Regions from separate parts of the Sus scrofa genome. Here region 2 is linked to region 1. Evidence: chromatin contacts called from public HiChIP or PLAC-seq data. All regions are on one chromosome and are shown on one strand. Each heading gives the region's core, a stretch centred on a gene start, on an enhancer-like site or on the middle of the called end of the contact. The rest is flanking DNA. Distances are from core to core; before and after follow the strand shown. Region 1 holds the start of GADL1 (acidic amino acid decarboxylase GADL1). Region 2 holds the start of STT3B (dolichyl-diphosphooligosaccharide--protein glycosyltransferase subunit STT3B).

What was found. HiChIP or PLAC-seq counts read pairs in DNA pulled down with a chosen protein or histone mark.
Region 2: an H3K27ac HiChIP or PLAC-seq map of skeletal muscle shows a contact between it and region 1, with 2.1 times the contacts expected there. The contact joins the promoter of STT3B here to the promoter of GADL1 in region 1. A contact is called at or near these places in 1 of 5 promoter capture datasets (liver), 1 of 47 Hi-C or Micro-C datasets (embryonic fibroblasts) and 1 of 2 datasets of contacts at active chromatin or transcription factors (skeletal muscle).

The regions. Positions count from the first base shown.
Region 1 is chr13:17,045,286-17,051,579 of Sscrofa11.1, forward strand. GADL1 (acidic amino acid decarboxylase GADL1) reads right to left here and starts at 4,029. Exons shown (of 15, transcript XM_021071494.1): 1 at 3,789-4,029.
Region 2 is chr13:17,527,217-17,533,919 of Sscrofa11.1, forward strand. It overlaps STT3B (dolichyl-diphosphooligosaccharide--protein glycosyltransferase subunit STT3B), which reads left to right and starts at 5,125. Exons shown (of 16, transcript XR_002338187.1): 1 at 5,125-6,703.

The sequences.
Region 1 (6,294 bases), core at 2,779-5,278:
CGCTTTCTGAAACTCACTTTCCCAGGATTCGCCTGGACTTCAAACTCATCTTTCAGTTTTAATATATACATTAACTTCTCAGACTTTGCCCCAAATGAAAGCCCAAGCCACAAAAACACAGCAGTAGCAGCAAAAGCACACGCACAGCACATGTGCTCATCACACAGCTGTCAGACTTCTTACATTAGCAGGTATGCCCAGTAGTGAATGGATGTCACTCCAACCTGATCTTTCTGGGGAACTGCATGGAGATAACACATTCCAATTACCTCATTAACTTGTACATCCAATTTACTGGATATATTGTTTGTTTACAGGGAAGCTGATACCTGTCAGACACTCTGTATATTATTCCTAATATTCATAATAATTCTAAACAGTGGGTGTTTTTATCCCTATTTTACAGATGAAGAAACTGAGACTCACAAAGTTTCAATCATGTATACAGAGACACACATCAGAGCAGACTGTGGGCCAAAGTCCTGTGCATCAGTTACTCATAGGGAACAATTCTACTCCACTGCAGGACTATCTGCTCTCAGGGCAATGCCTTCTAAGGTGGCCCATCTGCTGCAATCTGAGAGCAATGGGACCTGAGTGAACCTGCTCTAGAGAAGGGAGGGCTTTAGAGAGTGTCCCATGGGGCACTTCCCTCTCCCTGGGAGAAGCCAAGCTGCCCTTCTTTCCTAGCAACCAGAAGGCAAAGCATAGGTCCCAACTCAGGCCAGAGGGGCAGGGGGACCTACCAATTCCAGCCCTCTGAATATCGATGCCTTTCCTCCATCGTCCCCACACAAAGGAATAAGGAAGAAAGCTAATGTTACCTCAATGAGCTTAAAGCCACCTCCCAGGGACCACTCCAGGGTTCTTCCTATGGTCCCTGCATAGGCAGCAAAGGGTGCTGCTGCAAGCCACCTGTGTACATTTCCCATCATGGTCCAGCAGGATGCAAACTGGCCCCAGGTTAGATGTTAGGTGCATGGACTGAACACTCAGAGCTGACAATCACCCTCTCAGAATCTCAGTTTTCTCAAAAACAAAACAAAACAAAAACAAACAACAATAGTTCTCCCATTGACTTGCAAGTGAGGGTTAGAGAAGATAGTGCTTGTAGCTCAGCATAACCAGTAAGCGTTCAAAAAACGTGAGCACTTCTTATCCTAAAGGAGGGATCAGCCACTGAGTGACACATTTTACCTGCAGGGGTTTTATTTAAACTGTGATATAAAAGTAGAAAGTTTACAAAGAGAAAGAAAATGGAGAGACATAGAGAAGGTCAAAAAAATTACACAGAACTTTTGTTCCTAAATGTCATGGTTTCAATTTTATTTCAACATACCAGATTTACAGACTTACAACAATCTAGAAAAGTCAGCTTTTCCACCAAAAGAAGAGTTTCTGTTCCCTACTATTAAAACGTAACATTTTCTTCCATTTTAAAAGTGTTTCAATAAGAATCAAAGCTGAATAAAAGAAAACCAATGACTTTGCAAGCCAAATTATGTGAAAGGTCTGTGTTTTGATTTCAAACCATAAGGAAAAATATGACTTGAATCCAGAGAATTTTTTTTTCTAATTGAATTAAAATTTTAATCTGATATAATTAATTGCCCAATTTATTCTGGACATACTCTGGGAAGATCATAAACTAGATCAAAGAATGAGGAATAGAATAAGAATTCTTTATCTGCAATAGGATTCTTTGAGACATTCTTTTATAATGTATAGACTATAACAGATATTTAACCAGAGTTTGTTTAACACAAGCATGTCATTAAATATACTCATCAGATATTAATTTCATATACACTTGGAAATTTACTAAGTCTGGCATATATTCTATACTCTTTTAAAATGTCATAGCCAACATCTGGCACAATTTGGTATTACTGGACATGTTATCGCCTTGTCACTTACTCAATGACAATCAGACTGACAGCAGTCTAAGCTTTTTGGTATTCTCCCAAATTCAGTTTTAAGGTTAAATTTTGCACTTCACTATTCATATATGGCAACTATTGATGTAGTCACAAGTTTCAGACATGCCTGGTTACAAGGCAAGGATATACACTTAATTTGGGAAGACTAGATACTTTTTAGTAGAGTTCTGAAGAGTTTGTAGCTTTAAAACAAGTACTAAGATTCCAAACAAAACAAAACAAAAGTGTGCAGAGCTAAGGTAGTAAAATATAATGATCCTGCCTGTCCTTGCCTCACATAAAGAAGCCTGTCATATTACTAGTGTTGTTTTGTTTTGTTTTGTTTTTTCTTTTTAGGGCTGCACCTGCGGCATATGGAGTTTCCCAGGCTAGGGGGTCAAGTCAGAGCTGTAGCCACTGGCCTACACCACAGCCACAGCAACTCGGGATCCAAGCCACATGTGCAACCTACACCATGCTGCCCACTTAGCAAGGCCAGGGATTGAACCCACATCCTCATGGATACAAGTCGGGTTCTTAACCTGCTGAGCCACTACGGGAACACCCAGGATTTTCTTTTTTAAGTCAACAGTCTTATGTATCAATCAGTTTTCAAATAACCAGTCGTCTTAAATTACATTGTATGCTGACCTTAGAAACACAAAAGTAATCGTTTTACAAAAAGTTCCAGCCAGTTTTTTATGTTATTGAAAACAATAACAGTGCAACTTTTTAAAAATATATTTTCAAAAGAAGATCCAGGGCAGTGATGCTGGGAACTTTGCTTAGGACTGTCAAAGGAAGGAATGAAATGCTTCTTGCAGCACAATGATTCTTGTCTTGCCAACTACTGTGCAAAATTCCCTGCCCTGAATATGACTGGTCCTCAGGGAACCCTGGCCCTGTTCACCAGGCTCACTAAGCCCCCAGAGAGTTTCACCTTAAGAAGCAAGTTCATTAAGTTATGTTCAGTACAATCTGAAAAGGTTATTGATGCAAAGAGAAGTTATTCCTGGAGGAGCACTCTTCCTAAAAGGTCAACAACTAACTAGTTAGTGAAAATGCCTGAATAGTGCTAATGATGACCTTTCAGAGCAGGGCTTCTGAATCAGGGGATAACCTGAGGCAGTTAAGGGGTTAAGTTGCAATCTTCAGCAAACATGCAAATATGTGAATTGGTGAGTTTTGCTGGAAAAAAAGGTTCGTCACACATTCAAAGCAACCTGAGACGCTTTCCTCGCAGAATCAAAGAACCATTATTCTCCAGAATAACTAAATGAAACCTGAGTTCTAAAGTCAGATTGGGGAACTCCCAAAACTGAAGGCATTCAGAAGGATGCCTTCTTTAAACCACTAATGTCCTAGGTACCCCACCCACAAGCTCCAATCAGAAGTACACGAGTGCATCACTCTGTAAATCAGGTAGCCTCTTTTCATGCGTTTGTGGAGGAGTGGGGTGGAGAGGTGATGCTTGGCACATCCCAAAATAGAAGCAAAATCATTTCTCAATGGGAAGGGACTCCCACTGAGTATCTGTCTAGAGATACCTGCAGCAGAGCACCTGGCCAAGAACCTGTTTTGCGTTTTTATTTACACAACCTGCACATCACTCACTGCGTTCCAAGCGCTGTTCTCTGTGCTTTATCAAAGTTAACTTGTTTAATTCTGCAAATAAGCCTAAAGGAGAAAAATGGGTGCAAAAATCCAAAAAGGGTGGGGAGGGGGGACTTCCTACACCTGCCAACTGCCTTATGGGTAAATAAATAACCCTCCTACTGGTCCCCGCCCCATCCACTGGAGCCTGGGAGGTCAGACCCCACATGGGGCCAGTTAAGGACTAAGAGGCTGCGGGCGCCCGCAAGTTGTTACCGTCCAGCGGGCGCTCGCGGTCGGGGTTGGGGTCGCGGCTCATCGCTGCTCCAGCTCCAGGCGGCCCGGGCGCTGCTCTATCAATCCAGGCGGCGGCTGCAGTTACCCAGGCAGCGTCCCCCTTGGGGACCGCAAGTGCGCGCACGGGAGCCGCTGGGCGCTCGCCACCACGCAGGGACAGACGGAGACGTGCTCGCACTGCCTTCCCTCTGCCGCCTGAGGCCCTGGCGCCAGCCTCCTGCGGCCCGCGCCTCTCTATTAATACTTGGCCAGCTGCTGGCAGTCTGCCGCGTGCTTGACTCATGACCAGGGTCCCTCTGACCGAAATAGGAAGGGCTGGGGGACTGTGTGCAGGGGTGCAGGACATTTGCCTGGGTACCATGGGCAGGACGCACCTCCAAGGAGCCCCCCGCCCCAGGGTAGAGACTGAGATACAGCAGGTGAGTAAGCCTTGGCCTGTGATCTTTCCAGCATCCAGCTTTTTGGAGTCATCACCTAGCAGGGCCTGATCTGGCCTCAGAAACCCTAAGCTAAATCTGATGCCAGCTCCAGCCACCAGCACAGGGAACTTATTTGGGGCCAACTGCTGTGAACAGGATTCTCTGCCCATTCATTCAGTACAGCCTTGACATTTAAGAGTCCCACTAGCAAATGCCCTGTCCCTGATCAGATTTCACCCTTTTGCATCTGCAAAATTCCAAGTTTGGAGAAGGGAAGGAGTAGGCACCTGTTGTCTGGTGGTAAAGGGTGGAAAGTGGCAGTTAATTCAAAAGGCCCACTATTTGGTCTTTAGCCTAAAATTTTCATCACACTGTAATTCTTCCACGAGCCCCTAGAAGCTGGGTTTCAGCCATGTTCCTATTGTAAATTTAAATTTAATCAGCAAGTGCTGCTTTTTTGTCATCCCTCCAACAAGTTTTATGTTTAAAGTTAAATCCCTTAGGACATTTTAACTTAGGCTGTTGATATGATAGGAGCAATCAGTTAATGCCATTTCAAAGCACATTTATGACAACTACATTATGGAACTGCATTTGTAATCTCAATCCTTCAAGGGGCTAGAAAAAAATCTTGGTTTACTTTTGCACAGAGCCTAGTATGGTCTCTTAGCTGGTGAATTATTTCCTCTGGCTAGTGTAATTAAAATCCCTATCAGTGAGGACAGAGCAGGCCTTTTCTCTCAAATAAGAATTGATTATTTCTAATATGCCTACAATGAGAGTTATTAAAATATTAAAGTTAAGGCCCTGCAGACAAATTTTATGAAGTTTTGGAGACCCATCCCACCTTCTGCCCTTTTGTATGCTGTTTCACCAGATAAAGGACAGAGATCTAGTGATGGAAGTTCAGGAGTTAATCTTTGGCGATTCTATTAAAACATACTGAAAGCAGTATACACTCTGGCAAGTTTTTCCTTTTATTTTTTTAGCTTTTTAATAAGTGGACTCTCTCTACACCAGCTACTAACAGTAACCAGTGTCAGCTGCTGCTAAATTATATATCCCTCTGTGTGAGGCAAACCATGACCAATTGGGGCCACAGTGGATTGCAGAAATGCCCATTTATAGACCTGTTTCTCTGCCCCTCTTGCCCCAACCAGGGAATCTGCCATCAAAAATGCCTTAGACTGAAAACCAGAAACTGCTCTATGAACTCACCGGTTACTGGCATATCTCAACTCTCATATTTATTCCTATAACAAAGGCAGTGTGTTCTATTCCTTCTTGCTCTCATTCTTCAATTACTTGGCACTTCCTTAGTGCCAGTTTCTAGGGATTTCAAGAAAAAATGCTTCACTCAGAGTGCTTTAGTGTATTGAGAGAGACAGGCTTAGAAAGAGCTAATTTTCTTATCTATTTTATGTTCAGTGAAAAAATATGGACATTGGGAGACACAGCTGAGGAGATGGCTAATTCTACTTTAAGGATTAAGAAATGTTTCCTATTAGTAATTTTCACTAATGATAGTTGCTATTATTTTTAAACATGTACTATGAACTAGGAACTCTGATAAATGCTTTTCATATATTCCCTCCTATAATCCTCATATAAATGGGAATTATTGTTATCCCCTTTTTACAGTTGGACAAAGGCTCAGTTTGATAACTGGCCCACAAGCACAGAGAGAAAATATTTCAGAACCATGACTGGTATTCCACTTTCCGTAATTACAGAGCCTGTGTCCAAATTACACCCTGGGTTGTACTGATGAGCAAAGACACTTTCCACCATCTGTGGTAAGAGCTTTTCACCAAAACCTTTCAGGAAAATGGATCCATGGAAAGTACAGAGGACAGGCCAGTTGTCCTTGCAGGAAACTGGACTGCATCCTGGCAGTCATAACTGAATCAAAGAGGAGCTACCACATCTCATAACATGGTGGGACTTAAAAAAGGCTTTTAAGAAAAAATGTGGGAATCCATCACAGGAAGAACTGCCTTAAGAACAGCATCCATTCATTCATAAATCCATTCATCACTTGTTGAGCACTTATTCTATTACATACA
Region 2 (6,703 bases), core at 3,875-6,374, 480 kb after region 1:
CAACAGATACAAGCCTATATAGAAAGGACAATTTAGGAGCTCCCATCATGGTACAGCAGAAATGAGTCCAACTATGAACCATGAGGTGGCCACCTCAGTGGGTTGGGGATCCAGTGTTGCCGTGAGCTGTGGCATAGGCCAGCAGCAACAGCTCCAATTGGACTCCTAGCCTGGGAACCTCCACATGCCTCGGGTGCGGCCCTCAAAAGACAGGGAAAAAAAAAAAAGGACAATTTATCTTTTTTTTTTGCTTTTTAGGGCTGCCCTCACGGCATATGGAGGTTCCCAGGCTAGGGGTGGGATCCAACCTGAAGCCGTCAGCCTAGGCCACAGCCACAGCAACGCGGGATCTGAGTCACTCTGCGAGCTACACCACAGGTCATAGCAATGCCAGATCCTTAACCCACTGAGCAAGACCAGGGATCAAGCCTGCAACCTCATGGTTCCTAGTTGGATTCATTTCTGCCACACCACCATGGGAAATCCAAAGACAATTTATCTATTGAAATGACAGATATACTCATACCAAGTTTCACTTAGGGTGATTTCTCCAGCCAATACACTTGCACTTGGAAAGATTACTCTTTACAAGTCTATTCATTATATCCATGTTTATAGTAGCACAGAATGGAAACAGAAGTACCCCCAATGAATTATTGATTGAATAAATAAATAAAATTCCATCCATCCTATGGAATATCATGGAGCCATAAAAAGGAATGAAAATTTTCTCTCTGATGGGAAAGATCTGGAAGATAAATGTTTTGGAAAAAAATAAGATGGAGAGAAGGGTGTAAAGCATGTAAACAATGGAAAGACCAGAAAATATGCTTATATGTGCTTGCTTTTTCGTAAAGTATATTGAAAGGATACAAAAGAAAATAATGAAAATGATTACCCATAGGGAGAAAAGGGAAGCAATTTAGCTTCAGGACAAAGAGGGCAGCAGAGTCATCACATGACTATGTTACCTCTGTATAGCATTAAGTAACAATAATAAATCAAGCTCTCAAGTTCACATCATTTCAGGGATAAGGAATACTCTAGTTCAGGAGTTGGCAAACTACAACCTGTAGACCAAATCTGGACCAACACCTGTTCTGATAAATCATGTTTTATTGGAATACAGCTACCTTACTGGATTATGTGGGTGTTTCTCATCCTCTTAACCAAGGCATTTTGGTCAGGAATTGGCATTTGCTCTAGGTCAAGCCAATTAGACCCAGTGAAACCCAATTTTGGGTTTGTTTTTTTTTTTTTTTGAGCTATCAGGAAAGCCAGACATGCTCCAAAACTGATGCTGGAGCCCTCTGTATGCAGCAATACAAAGTCAATGTGATCATGGGGATGTGGGTAGTGGGTTCTTGCCTATTACCCAAGAAGAAGTTGGTTAAGGTAACTTCTGGAAACACTTTTGTTATTCTTTTTTTTTTTTTTTTTTTTTTTTTTGCTTTTTAGGGCCACACTTGTGGCACATGGAGGTTCCCAGGCTGGTGGCTGAATTGGAGCTACAGCTGCCAGCTTACACCAGAGCCACAGTAATGCCAGCTCACAGCAACACCAGATCCTCAACCCACTGAGCTAGGCCAGGGATCGAACCCGCAAACTTATGGTTCCTAGTCGGATTCGTTTCTGCTGTGCCATGATGGGAACTCCACTTTTGTTATTCTTAAAAAAGGGAGGCAAACGTGATTGACAGTTCCATTCTGACATTCTGCCTCAAATGCTAACATGCTGTCTAGAAATTCAGCTGCTATGTTACAACAGTGAGGCAACAGTCAAGAGAATGAAAACCTGGAGTTCCCATTGTGGCTCAGCAGGTTAAGGACCCAAGGTAGTCTCCATGAGGATGCAGGTTCGATCCCTGGCCTCACTTAGTGGGCTAAGGATCTGGCGTTGCCACAAACTACAGTGTAGTTTGCAGATGCACCTTATCTCTGTCGTTGCTGTGGCTGTGATGTAGGCCTCAACCCCTAGCCTGGGAACTTCCATTATGCCATGGGTGCTGTGGTAAAAAGAAAAAAAAAAAAGATTTTACAGGTACCCACAGGCAGTTTCAGTGATTTGCCTAGTCACTTGTCTTACTGGCAAGACTTGGCCCAGAACGCAACTCCTAACTGACTATCCAGGACTCTTCCATTTGATAGACCTTCCAGTTCTAGAACCAAGGTTGAATTGTCAATTTTAACTTCATGCAGCATTTTTCCAAATATGTCTGAGGATGAGGTGTTTCACAGCTTGTTAATAGGTATTAGGAGGAAATGGGATCAAATAGGCTTGAGCAGCATGGGGTAAAATCAAGTTACTGCAGGACTTTCAGAGCATTGAGTATAGTAACGTTTATCACAAACTTCTAAGGGGGAAATAAAGCATGTTGATTTTTTTGACCAGGAAAACTTTTGTTTTTTCTCCCAAGGTGTCGTATGAGTATGCCTTAGAAAATTCTTTTTGCGATGAAGTGGTGACAACAGGATGGTTTTATTCATCTTTGTAGGTTATTTAGGTACATTTGTAGGAAAATTATGAGAAAGCTTGCTGATAACTTTGACATTCTTTAATCTCCCTGTATTAGTTATCTATAGTTAGGTAACAAATTACACAAGGCTTAAAACAATAAATGTATATTATCTTACCATTTCTGTGGTCAGGGATCTAGGTGTAGCTTAACTGGGTTCTCTGGCTCAGTGTGTCTCACCTAGGATGCAGCCAAGGCGTCATCTCAAGGTTGGACTGTGGAAGTATCTGCAGTGACAGTGCTGGATCCTTAACTTGCTGCACCACAGGGGAACTCCCGGTCTTCTTAATTTGTGAGTTCTTTGTTTTTTTGCTTTTTAGGGCCACACTCACGGCATATGGAAGTTCCCAGGCTAGGGGTCTAGTTACAGCTACAGCTGCTGGCCTACACCACAGCCACAGCAATGTGGGACCAGAGCCATGTCTGCGACCTACACCACAGCTCACGGCAATGCTGGATCCTTAATCCACTGAGTTCAGCCAGGGATTGAACACGAATCCTCATCGATCCTTGTCCAGTTCGTTAGATCCTTGTCGAGTTCGTTAACCACTGAGCCACGAAGGGAACTCCAATTTGTGAGTTCTTTAGTGTTCTGTGTTCAGCCTTTCTCTAATTCTCTCTAAATTGAGTTCCACCAAAGTTTCATCCATGGCAACGGAGTCCCCAAACTGTATCCCCAGAAAAACCCTTCCTCTTAAGCAGCAGATCTCATTATCTAAGTGCCCGTTACCCCTCTCCTCTTGGACGTCCTAAAGAGACTTAAAAAAAATGACACGCCCAAAGCTGATCTGATCATCTTCCCTCCAAACCTGTTCCTTGTCCTAGGCTCCCCATTTCTGTGACACTATCTCCCACTGGAATGGCCAATCTAGAAACTCCAGACTTATCCTAACCTCTAACTTCCTTTATCTCACCCCCACCATCAATTTTGGATTCTGCCCTCTTGATACCTCTCCAATCTCTCTCTTCCTTTCTGGGCCCCACCCTTCCACTCTCACTTCTTCCAGTATATCCTTCATGCTGCTGTCAAACATTTTTTCCATCAACCAACTCTGATGGTTTTATTGTTCTCCATGTTTCAAAGGCTCCTGGCTGCTGAAAGGTATTCTAAAGCCGTTAACCAGGCAGAGAAATCCTCAATAATATGGTTCTTATCTTCCTTTCAGCCTCCATCTTCCAACACACCCTCATTAATACTAAACTTGGAGTGTTATTTCCATGGACTTCCTTGTTCCTGCTTGGCATCCCCCCATCCCTCTTCCTGGTGTGTTTGGTGAATTCACACTCAGGTTTCAGCGCAAACACTCCCTCCCCTTGAAAGCCCTGGCCCACTGTCCTCTTTGCTCCTGATGTATCACCACTCTGCTCATCACACCACATGTTTATGTTTGACTATCTAACCCCTCAGATATTGGTACTTGGTGAGAACACTGTAAGCACCTAGCAGGATAAAGAAGTTAAGTGCAGAGAAGAATAAAATAACACACCCAAGCTTCATGCCCTGACTGGAAACCATTTTTCCCTGTTGTTGGTCTGGAAACCAAGAACGAAACAAGTTGCAGTTTATTTCTATGGGTTCTTTAGAGGTTCTTCAGTAATGCATTCCTCACAGAAGTGACCTCTGAAATCTCAGATACTGGTACAAAAAGACTGATGAGAACTCTCACTAGTCCCCCTCTCCAAGGTGCTTTCCACATGGCACAAAACACACACTCCATCATCTTTCTGATTCCATCACACCTACCACATCCTGCTTAAAGCCATCTGTGGCTCCATACTACTTTCTGGTTAAAATAAAACAAAAAAAACACCTCTCAACATGCTCCACCCTATCTGGCCATTTATTCAACTCCTATCCTACATAGTTCCACTATCTGCGTTGTAGCCATACTAGTCCTTTTCTGGGTTCCTGTACTTGCCTCCCAGTCCACTACAGACCTTTGCAAGTACTAATTCTTTCCATTCTTCTCTCCCTGGTCCATTCATCCTCACCCCTGGTCCTCAGCCCTAATGCTGCTTCCTCAGGATAACATTCCCATCTTGTGCAAATCAAATCCCCTGTATATGTCTCTTCCAGTATCTGTAATGTTCCATTTTTGGTATTTAGTAACGGGATGGTTTAGTCAATATCCATCTCCCTAGGGCTGGAATCACATCCTTCATGTTCTCTACTGCATCCCACAGTCCACAAAGTGCTTGGCATAAAAGAGAAGCCCAATAAATACTTGTTGAATGAGCCTGTGAGTGGGTGAAGACCAAGAATAACAGGAGTTTTTCCTGCTGTTTTTACTCTTACGCTACTCTATGTTCCTCAACAATCCTTCAAAATATTTTCAGATAAACTAATTTTTGTTTGGGTTTTTTGTTTTAAAGCCATCTAATTTGATATTAACAATTTACTTGAAGAGTAGGAAGAGCGACCCATGGGGGGTGAGTTGTCCAATGTTACATGGCTAAGAAGCCACAATACGGGGTCAGAACCAAGCTTTGACACTTTTCAGACCAGGATTCTGGCCATTAAACAACCCTCCCCCCCAAAAAAGATAATGTACAACTTAGCAGGGAGCATCTACACAAAAGACAATAAAATAGATATTTCCAAATAAATTAAAAACACAAAATAATTTTATTTTAGGCTGACAGAACTTGGATTCATGGAACAAAGGCACAAGTACTCCAAATGCCGGCATTCTGGCATACAAGGTTTGGGCTCTGACAAAGGGCACATCACCTTTCTGGTACAATAGGACTCCGTTAATATTCCATCATAACTCTCATTAAAATTTAGATGTTCAATAAATGTCGGCTATTAAATCGTTAGTGGAAAAGTCTATTTCTGGAAATCTTTTCATCCTTTCCTTAATGAGACGATTTATTTATTTATGTAAGGAAAGGGGAGAAAAGTTAATCACTTACCAGGTTAAGAGATGGAAGTTCCCTGGTGGCCTAGGTTAAGGATCCAGCTTTGTCACAGCTGTGTTGCAGGTAGTTGCTGTGGTCAGGGTTTGATCCCTGGCCCTGGAGTTTATGTATGCGTGGACACAGCAAAAAGAAAAAAGAAAGTAGCTGGATCCAGTCGTTTTCAAAGGGCAACGTCAAAGTACATTTATCTAACACTTTGAAAAGACCTACTATTTAAACACAACTTTTAAATGTGTTTAAATTTTCTCTGTAAAAACTTTAAATGACTAAAGAAAATAACTGGGTGCCTTTATAACATTACTCGAAGACATGCTTTTAAGTTCAGATGTTATTTACCTAATAAAAATGTTAATCACGTGAAAAGTCAACACTCGAGTACTGTTGATTACGCTGAAACCTTCGTGCCCTTTCTGGGGCTTCTATCAGAGCAATTCTAGTTTCCCCACTACTCCATACATATATATGTACTTTTTATTGAAATATAGTCGATTACTCCACTTGCATTTAAGCTTATTTTGCTTTGAATTTACTCTACCCGGTAGCACTTTCTTTTGGAGGGCAGGGGCATGGGGAAAGGGGGAGAAAGGTGTAAAAATACAACCTAGATTCGTGTCTGGGAATCTGCAGTCAGCCATCACCTACTAAAGATAGAACTTAAAAGTCCACAGGAAGTTAAATAGTTTCACTCGTCCCCAGTGGAATGTATGCAACTGATTCCTGCATCTGTCTACCTTTCCATTGAACAAACACTACCTTTGCAATTAGAGAAATACTAGTGAAAAACGCCAGAGATCCGCAGTTCACAGGTCCTAGCAGGTCGTTGCCGAGCTAGGGGCCTGCTTGCCGGCTCCAAAGAATTTTCGGCGTTGGCAAACGCGTCCTTGCTCGCAACCTCGGAGGCAGAATGTCGGGCGCTACCCGCGGGGCGAATCGCAGCGCATAGGCAGGAGCCTCACTCACCGCGCGAGCGGAGCGCCACCGGTGGCCGAGCCGTGCGTGCCAGACTCACGCGCGGAGCAGCGCGCCTGCGCGTCCGGTCACGTGGTGGGCGCTCCGCACACAGAGTTAAAAGTCACGACCGCTGGGAGCCTGAGAGCGGCCAGCCGGTTGGTGCGGGGCTCTTCGTCTCCTGTAAGCTGGTCCTGACGGAGGCTGCCCCGCTGTCATCGACCACCTCCCGAACCCTGGGCCCGGCTCAATCCCGTGCGACGCGCAGAGCTGCCTAGCATCTCTCCTCGCAGCCAACACAAGAGCGCGAAACCGCGT